2 separate regions of the Mus musculus genome follow, and region 1 is linked to region 2. A link is a contact called in public Hi-C data. All regions are on one chromosome and are shown on one strand. Each heading gives the region's core, a stretch centred on a gene start, on an enhancer-like site or on the middle of the called end of the contact. The rest is flanking DNA. Distances are from core to core; before and after follow the strand shown. Region 1 has its middle 42 kb from the start of Gm41394. Region 2 overlaps Pced1b (PC-esterase domain containing 1B).

Region 1 (3,597 bases), core at 90-2,589, 250 kb after region 2:
ACTCTGGGACTTCCTTTAAAATAACCCAGGAAAAAGGAAGTAGAGAAGAAAGCGGAGGGACCCGGGACACTAACTCTCGCAGCTGGGTAGCAGAAGTGTGGATGAAGGCTTGGGGGAGCTCCCTTAATGTGTGCTCAAAAGTCTCTTCGCAGGAAAGTGTAAACAAAACACTGTTACTTTGTAACGATTTTGTGGGACACAGGTGTATTGATCCTAGCTTACTTTCAACTTTATGGAAAGAGTTGTAAACATTCTAGAAGAGGAAGCACGCTCACCTAATTGTCCCTAGTGCGAGCATTAAGTGAGAATGGCATTCATGGGAGGCTCCAGGGCATGCGCAGGGGTCACCAGAGTCCCTTCGTCCTGGCATTGCAGGCTTACCAGAAGAGCACAGAATGGTGCTCTCCAGAACAGCTCAGCTTTAGCGGCAGAAACCTTGGCCTGGAAGTGCAGCTGTGGAGGACTTGCCAAGGGGGCATGCATCTCTGAGCTCCACCTGCAGCACCCGGCATGACAAGCAAACGGCACCAACAAAGGTTTAACCACAGGGACACAATTCTCTGAGAAGTCTGCAGGCTTAGGCTTGGAACAACTCAAAAGCCCCAAGAAGGCTCTGCACGTTTACCAATGGGAATAGTTGTGACTATCTTGTGTCAACACAGAACTTCGGTTTTCTGGTCATAGAAAAGGACTTAAGGGCTGGAGAGATGGCTCAGCGGTTAAGAGCACTGACTGCTCTTCCAGAGGTCCTGAGTTCAATTCCCAGGAACCACATGGTGGCTCACAACCATCTGTAATGGAATCCGATGCCCTCTTCTGTTGTATCTGAAGACATTGACAATGGACTCACACATACAAAATAAACAAATCTAAAAAAAGAAAAAACAAAAGGACTTAAAAATTCGAAGTTCATTCAGATTTCATAATTGTTACAGAGTTTAACTGTTACCTGCAGATACTGTATTCAGAATGTCATGTGTGGTCTCATCTTCCAATTCCTTTATCCCCTATTCATTTATTTAAAAAGCCAATGAGTACTTACACTGAGATGAACATCATTCAAGACTCGCGGGACATAGTAATGAGAGACTCAGATATTAATTGGTCAAATAAATGCATCATTATAAACAAGCCTGAGGACTATACCCGCTCTGGAGATGAGTCTGGAAAGCTGTCTAGAGAAGGAAACCTGACAGGTGAGCCACACAGAACAGATGGGAGCAAACCAGGCAAAGGGAGCGGGGCGGGGCAGAAAGAACATCTTAGAAGGAACTGCCTAAGTAAACACCTCAGCACTTGAAGGATGTGGTTCTGGGGCATTCCCCTGAGTACTGTTACCATAGCTACAGCTCCCATCACAGGACAAAGCATGGCCCTTTTACCTCTGAGCCTTGAGAATATGCTCTGGGGTCATTCATTCTTTAAAAAACAGCCAAGGCTTTTCCCAGGGTCTAAGCAAGAGAGGGTTGTGCTAGGCTTGGATTTTCACTGCCATAGACCACCTGAGCTTTCAAAGTGGATCCCAATTGGCAAAGGCCATCAACAGCCAGTGGTTGCCTGGGCTGGAGAGGGTGTGCAGAGAGGAAACCATGTATTAGGTATGAGTGCTTAGGAGGTGGAACCCGCAGGATTTATTGATGGACCAGACCTTGGCACCAGGACAGAAGAGGGGCCAAGCTCCCTACTTTGAGATGGGCTGGACGTTTCCTACCATCCAGGTTTAAGTTTCCAGGTAACTTTCCTACCTGGCCAACAGCAAAGAGGCAGTTTGCATGGCAGGCCCCGGTTCAGATTTCAGACATGCTAAGCTCAGCATGCTTTAACATTTCCCAATAAATTCAATAAGTCTCTACTAATGAATGAATACATTAAGCCAGTGCTGGAGGGGTGAGAAATCTAATGCCCAGGTTTCTTATACGTTGGGGGTGGTGGATTCTCCAGTGAATACACTGAAAGCTACACACTCCCATTCGCACATAAGCACGGCTTTGTATATAGCTCCAGATTGATCCACAGAGCCCCCAGGGATATTGAAATTCAGGCGAAGAAGACCTTCTGGCGCCTTTCATCAGAGCGATGAAACCTTCTTTGTTTGGAACTTTATAGCTGTCCTGGAAAATGCAGAAGGCAGACAGACACTTTGAGTGCTTTTAGTCACCTTGCTTGCTTCCATGTATTCTGCTACATCTTAAATCTGAGAAATTAAGGGGTGAGGAGTCTTCTCTTGCTCTTTTATCAAATATCTCAGTGACCAAAGGCTCGGCAAGGTAAGATAGTCTCCTTTTCATTCCAGCCTCCTCTGCACTGCCATGATCCAGGAGAAAAGAATGTTCTAGAGTGGGTGGGGAGATTTAGTTGACTAGCTGTGCAGTCTTGGGCAGGCTACTTGTCATTCCTGCACTTAGTGAGAGACATGTATCTTCAGGTTCACTGTCAACTTTGAAAGGTTCCCTGGATATCCCTCTGTGGGCTAGCCTGAGATCATGTTTTCACCAAGAGCTCACTTTCATGTTGACTCTCAGATTTAGAGAATACTTGGGTCTTGTATGCGTCAGGAGCTGGCCAGTCTTCCGAATCGACGGAGGGAGCTTGTGTCAGTCAGTGTTCTAGTGCTGTGAAGAGATGCCATGATCACAGCAGGTCTTAGAAAGAAAGCATTTAATTGGGGCTGGCTGGCTTACAGAGGTTTAGTCCGTTATCCTCATGGCAGGGAACATGGTAACAGGCAGGCAGGCGTGGTGCAGGGGGAGGAGTTGAGAGCTCTACATCCTGATCTACAGGCAGCAGGGAGAGAGGGGAACACTGGACAGGGCATGGGCTTTTGAAACCTCAAAACCCACCTCAACAATCCATTCTCTTCGAAAAGCTCACACCTCCTAATTCTTTCAATTTGTGTCACTCCCTGGTGGCCCAGCATTCAACTAAGTGGGGACATTCTCACTCAAACCCCCACAGGGCTCCACTTGCTCAGTTTCCCAACTGCAGGGCCTTGAGCGCTTTAAATGGTCTGAGCTTGTGGGAGAGGACGCTGCCTCTGCTTAGAGGGTCAGCTGTGACTGTAGTAGGGAGCTGTTCTGCATCAACCTGGCCCAGCCCCCATCGGCCCTGCCATCAGCCCCTCCGTTCGTCTCTGCAGCAGCACTCCGCAACTAGCTTCCTTTACATCCCCAGTGATACATTTATTCCTTGCCGATTCAAGTGACTTCTTTCACATTATCTGGGCAGAAAGTTAGAGCTTGTCTCTTATGTTCTTTGTAAGCGCTCTCATGGTGTCACTGTGGTCTACTGTGTCAGCAGCAATTGCAAGGGTGACAACAGTGGTAATGGTGATGGTGATGGTGGTGGTGGTGATGGTGATGGTGATGAGAGTGGTGGTGGTGGTGGTGGTGGTGGTGGTGGTGGTGGTGGTAGTGGCGTGATGGTGATGGTGATAATGATACCCCAACTTTATACGTGAGGAAACTCTTGCTAAAAGGGTTAGGTCACTGATTCAGTGTCACATAAAGAAGTCGTCGAGACATAATTTAAAGAGGCACAACACTAAAATTAACTGCTAAACTGTAGCTGTCCAGCAGCCACAGAGAACTGGGTACACCT
Region 2 (3,461 bases), core at 172-2,671:
ACTCAGAAATCCGCCTGCCTCTGCCTCCTGAGTGCTGGGATTAAAGGCGTGCGCCACCACGCCCGGCAACTTTTTTTTTTTTCTTTTTCTACTTAAAAAAAAAAATTCTTTTGAGCGTTGTTACGGGGTAGCTAGCACCAGGAACACCACCTTGGTTTTGCTCTATTTTAGAGAAAATTAGGAAGCAAGCGTTGATTACAGTTTGGCCAAACTTTTGCTCCTGTTTTGCTTTTCCTTGTATCTTATACATCTGAGTGTTTTGCCTACTGCATCTAAGTGCACCACGTGCATGCCCGGTGCCCACAAATGTCAGGAGAGGGCATCAGATCACCTGGAACTGGAGTCACCCAGTGCATGCTGGGAACTGACCCCGGGGCGGGGGGGGGGGGGGGGCTCCGGAGGGTGGTGGTGAGGGGGGGCTCTGTAACAACAGGAGGCGCTTTTTAACCATTGAGCCATCTCTCCAACCCCCCACTTATTCTTAACACATCTAGAAATCCTGTCAGCCTTCCCATTTCTATCAGCAAGCATGGTCTACAAAATCTGACTTTAAAAGAAATCATTCTTTTTTTTTTTTTTTTTGTAATGGGAAATATGACTGAATTTCGTAATGTTTCCCGATTGCACAAAAATATGAATATTTTCTACTTGGTACTTTCTAAGAACTTACGGTTTAAAACAGGAGAAGAAAGTATCTTTTCCTCCTACAGTTCTAAGTTGTTGGCTGAGGCCCTCAGAGCAAAAGACAGATGAAGAAAAGAAGAGCCCACACAGTTATTAATACTATTGTGCTGCCACAGGAGCCTTCATGAGGAATTGGTCCTGAGGCTGGCAGAAACAGTTAAATGATTATTTTCCTGCTCCGTTGAATGCAGAGTGAGATGTCCTGGACTGTGATCCTGCAAAGGGGACTTAAGGCCAGGGACAGTGGGCAAGAGGGGCCAGGAGACAGGGTCTGTTCTCATCCACCCTACCATGGTTTACACTGCCCCTACCTCACCACCACTACCTACACCTCCCCCTGCCCCACCACCACCTACACCTCCCCCTGCCCCACCACCACCTACACCTCCCCCTGCCCCACCACCACCTACACCTCCCCCTGCCCCACCACCACCTACACCTCCCCCTGCCCCACCACCACCTACACCTCCCCCTGCCCCACCACCACCTATACCTCCCCCTGCCCCACCACCAGCTACACCTCCCCCTGCCCCACCACCAGCTACACCTCCCCCTGCCCCACCACCACCTACACCTCCCCCTGCCCCACCACTGCCTACTCTGCCCTCCATCTTGAGGTAGATTGTTCCTTCTGTCACAGCGTAGGGTGACTTACACCAGGGTCTTAGGTAGTGCTCCCTAGGACAGTCCTTCCTGCATCTGCCTTTTCTCACAGGTCTTCAGTTTCACACAGGCCCAAGCCAAGGCACTGTCTCATGGGTGGAGTTTCCCAAACCACACTGCTTCGGCCTCACTGCTGTCTAATGTTACCCAGAGTGCTAACTTGGCTTTCACTGAATCTCCATAGTTCCAAATAAAATACACTAACTGATGTTCTCTCTGTTTCAGAGTGCTTTATGCGTTTAGCTTCTGTGGTTTCTAATACACCCAAGGTGGCAGCCAGTGTATGTTTTACATCTTGTCTTAGGCATTTTGAGACAAGGTATGTAGCTGGCTGTGGACCTCAGGTTAGTCTTTTTGTTTTTTGGTTTTTTAAAGAACTATTTATTTTATGTATAGGAGTTCATTGGTGCTGTCTTCAGACACACCAGAAGAGGGCATCAGATCCCATTACAGATGGTTGTGAGCCACCCTCTGTAATGTGGTTGCTGGGAATTGAACTCAGGACCTCTGGAAGAGCAGCCACTGCTCTTAACCTCTGAGTCATCTCTCCAGCCCACTTTAGGTTTAGTCTTAAGTGCGCGCTTTCTCCTGCTTCAGCCTCCTGATTACAGCTGTGCACCACCACACTCTTAGAGTGTCCTTTCTGTTGTATCATGCTCATCACTGACTGCACCACTGTTTTTAAATTAAATTATGTTTTATATGGTATCAGTACTCATCGCTGCTCTCTTTTTGCGATATCCTTTTGTTTTTCTTAGCCTTTAAAAAAGTCACTTTGATAAACTAAAATGATAATAATAAAGTCAGATATTGATGGCTTTTGCTACTTAATGCAGTATGTCGATCTCTGTTTCCCATCAGACAGACCTAGCCTATGCATAGCAGAGATGTTATTCTATCCCATCAGACACAGTTGCTCTTACTTTGTGTCTCTGTTTAGCTTTCCCGCTGGGTTGAGCTACATCCTCATTGCCTTGTCAGCTAGAAACCCTGTTCCTCGCTGACCACACCCTCCACTCCACTGGCAACCACAGATGGTTCTCTTCCCACAGTAGCTTCTGGACCACGATGTCAGTCCATTTTTTTTTCTTGCTATAACAAAAGATGTAAAGCTATGTGTTTTATAAAGAAAATAATTTTCTGGGGCTGGAAACATAGCCCACTGGTTAAGCTGCTCTTGTTGAAGACCCAAGTTCTGTTTCCAGTATCCATGGTAAGGGCCTCACAGTCACTGTAACTCAGCTCTCCAGGAATCCAGTGCCCTCTTCTGCCCTCTCTGGGCACTGGACACATGTGGCACACAGGCACACAAAGTAATGAAAGAAAGTTTAGTTGATTGAGTTTACAGGCTGAATCTAAAGGTTGGGCAGGTTCCTTGACCATTAGCTTTATCTGTGTAATGGCTATCAGACTATCAACCTCATATGTAATCAACATAAATAAGTTATGATTTGTCAGAAGCTGATGCTTGGTGAGCCTCCCAAATGACAGCCATTGTTGCTTGTAACACATACATACATATGTGCATACATACATACATACATACATGTGTGAGAGAGAGAAGAATATACTATGGCACTTGGGTTTCTTGTTGTTTAAGTTCTATTTTTGTGAATAAAAAATGTATGTATGTTTGTGTGCTATGCAAGCATGAGTAGTATGTATGTTCCCATGTGTATAGCACACATGTATACATGTATGTTTGGGTGGTGTGAAGGCATGAGTACAAGTGTGTATAGCACCCGACACGTATGTGTGGGTACCAGAAGTTGACACCCAGTGTCTCCCTTGATCTCTGTCCACTTTATCTACTGAGGCCTGATCTCTCCTCTGAACTAAGAGCTTGCCAGTTCAGATGGTCCCGCTACCCAGCTTGTCCCAGGGGGTCCCCTGTCTCTGCTTCTGGGGTTACACACTGGGATTACAAGTGGGCAACCACATACGACAGGCTTTTATGTAGGTTCTAGGCAGCTTGTCTCTTACTCTCATCATGCTTGGCAAGTGTTTTATCCATTGAACCATCTTGCTAAACCATTATAATGATTTTAAAACACCCGTGTAGAAGCCAAGCATGGTATATACCTGTAATCTAACACAATCAGAATTGGAGGCAG

What was found. A called contact is a pair of places that touch in the nucleus more often than the background predicts.
Region 1: a contact with region 2 is called in a Hi-C map of CD8 T cells, with 3 times the contacts expected there. The contact joins two enhancer-like sites. A contact is called at or near these places in 6 of 15 datasets of contacts at CTCF or cohesin (the NIH/3T3 cell line, embryonic stem cells, large pre-B cells and 1 more), 51 of 484 Hi-C or Micro-C datasets (the 63-12 cell line, the AtT-20 cell line, B cells and 26 more), 22 of 115 datasets of contacts at active chromatin or transcription factors (CD8 T cells, the NIH/3T3 cell line, acute myeloid leukemia and 12 more) and 1 of 9 other capture datasets (embryonic stem cells).

Annotation. Positions count from the first base shown.
Region 1 is chr15:97,576,927-97,580,523 of GRCm38.p6, forward strand. No RefSeq gene overlaps it. Among named protein-coding and RNA genes, the nearest start is that of Gm41394, 42 kb to the right of the region's middle. Within about 2 kb of position 1,340, at least 21 of the 459 cell types and tissues checked have an H3K27ac peak or open chromatin away from gene starts, as enhancers often do. A contact at or near this core is called in CD8 T cells, where this site is marked.
Region 2 is chr15:97,328,045-97,331,505 of GRCm38.p6, forward strand. The region is part of intron 3 of Pced1b (PC-esterase domain containing 1B); the gene reads left to right. Among named protein-coding and RNA genes, the nearest start is that of Gm33325, 28 kb to the right of the region's middle. Within about 2 kb of position 1,422, at least 5 of the 459 cell types and tissues checked have an H3K27ac peak or open chromatin away from gene starts, as enhancers often do. A contact at or near this core is called in CD8 T cells, where this site is marked.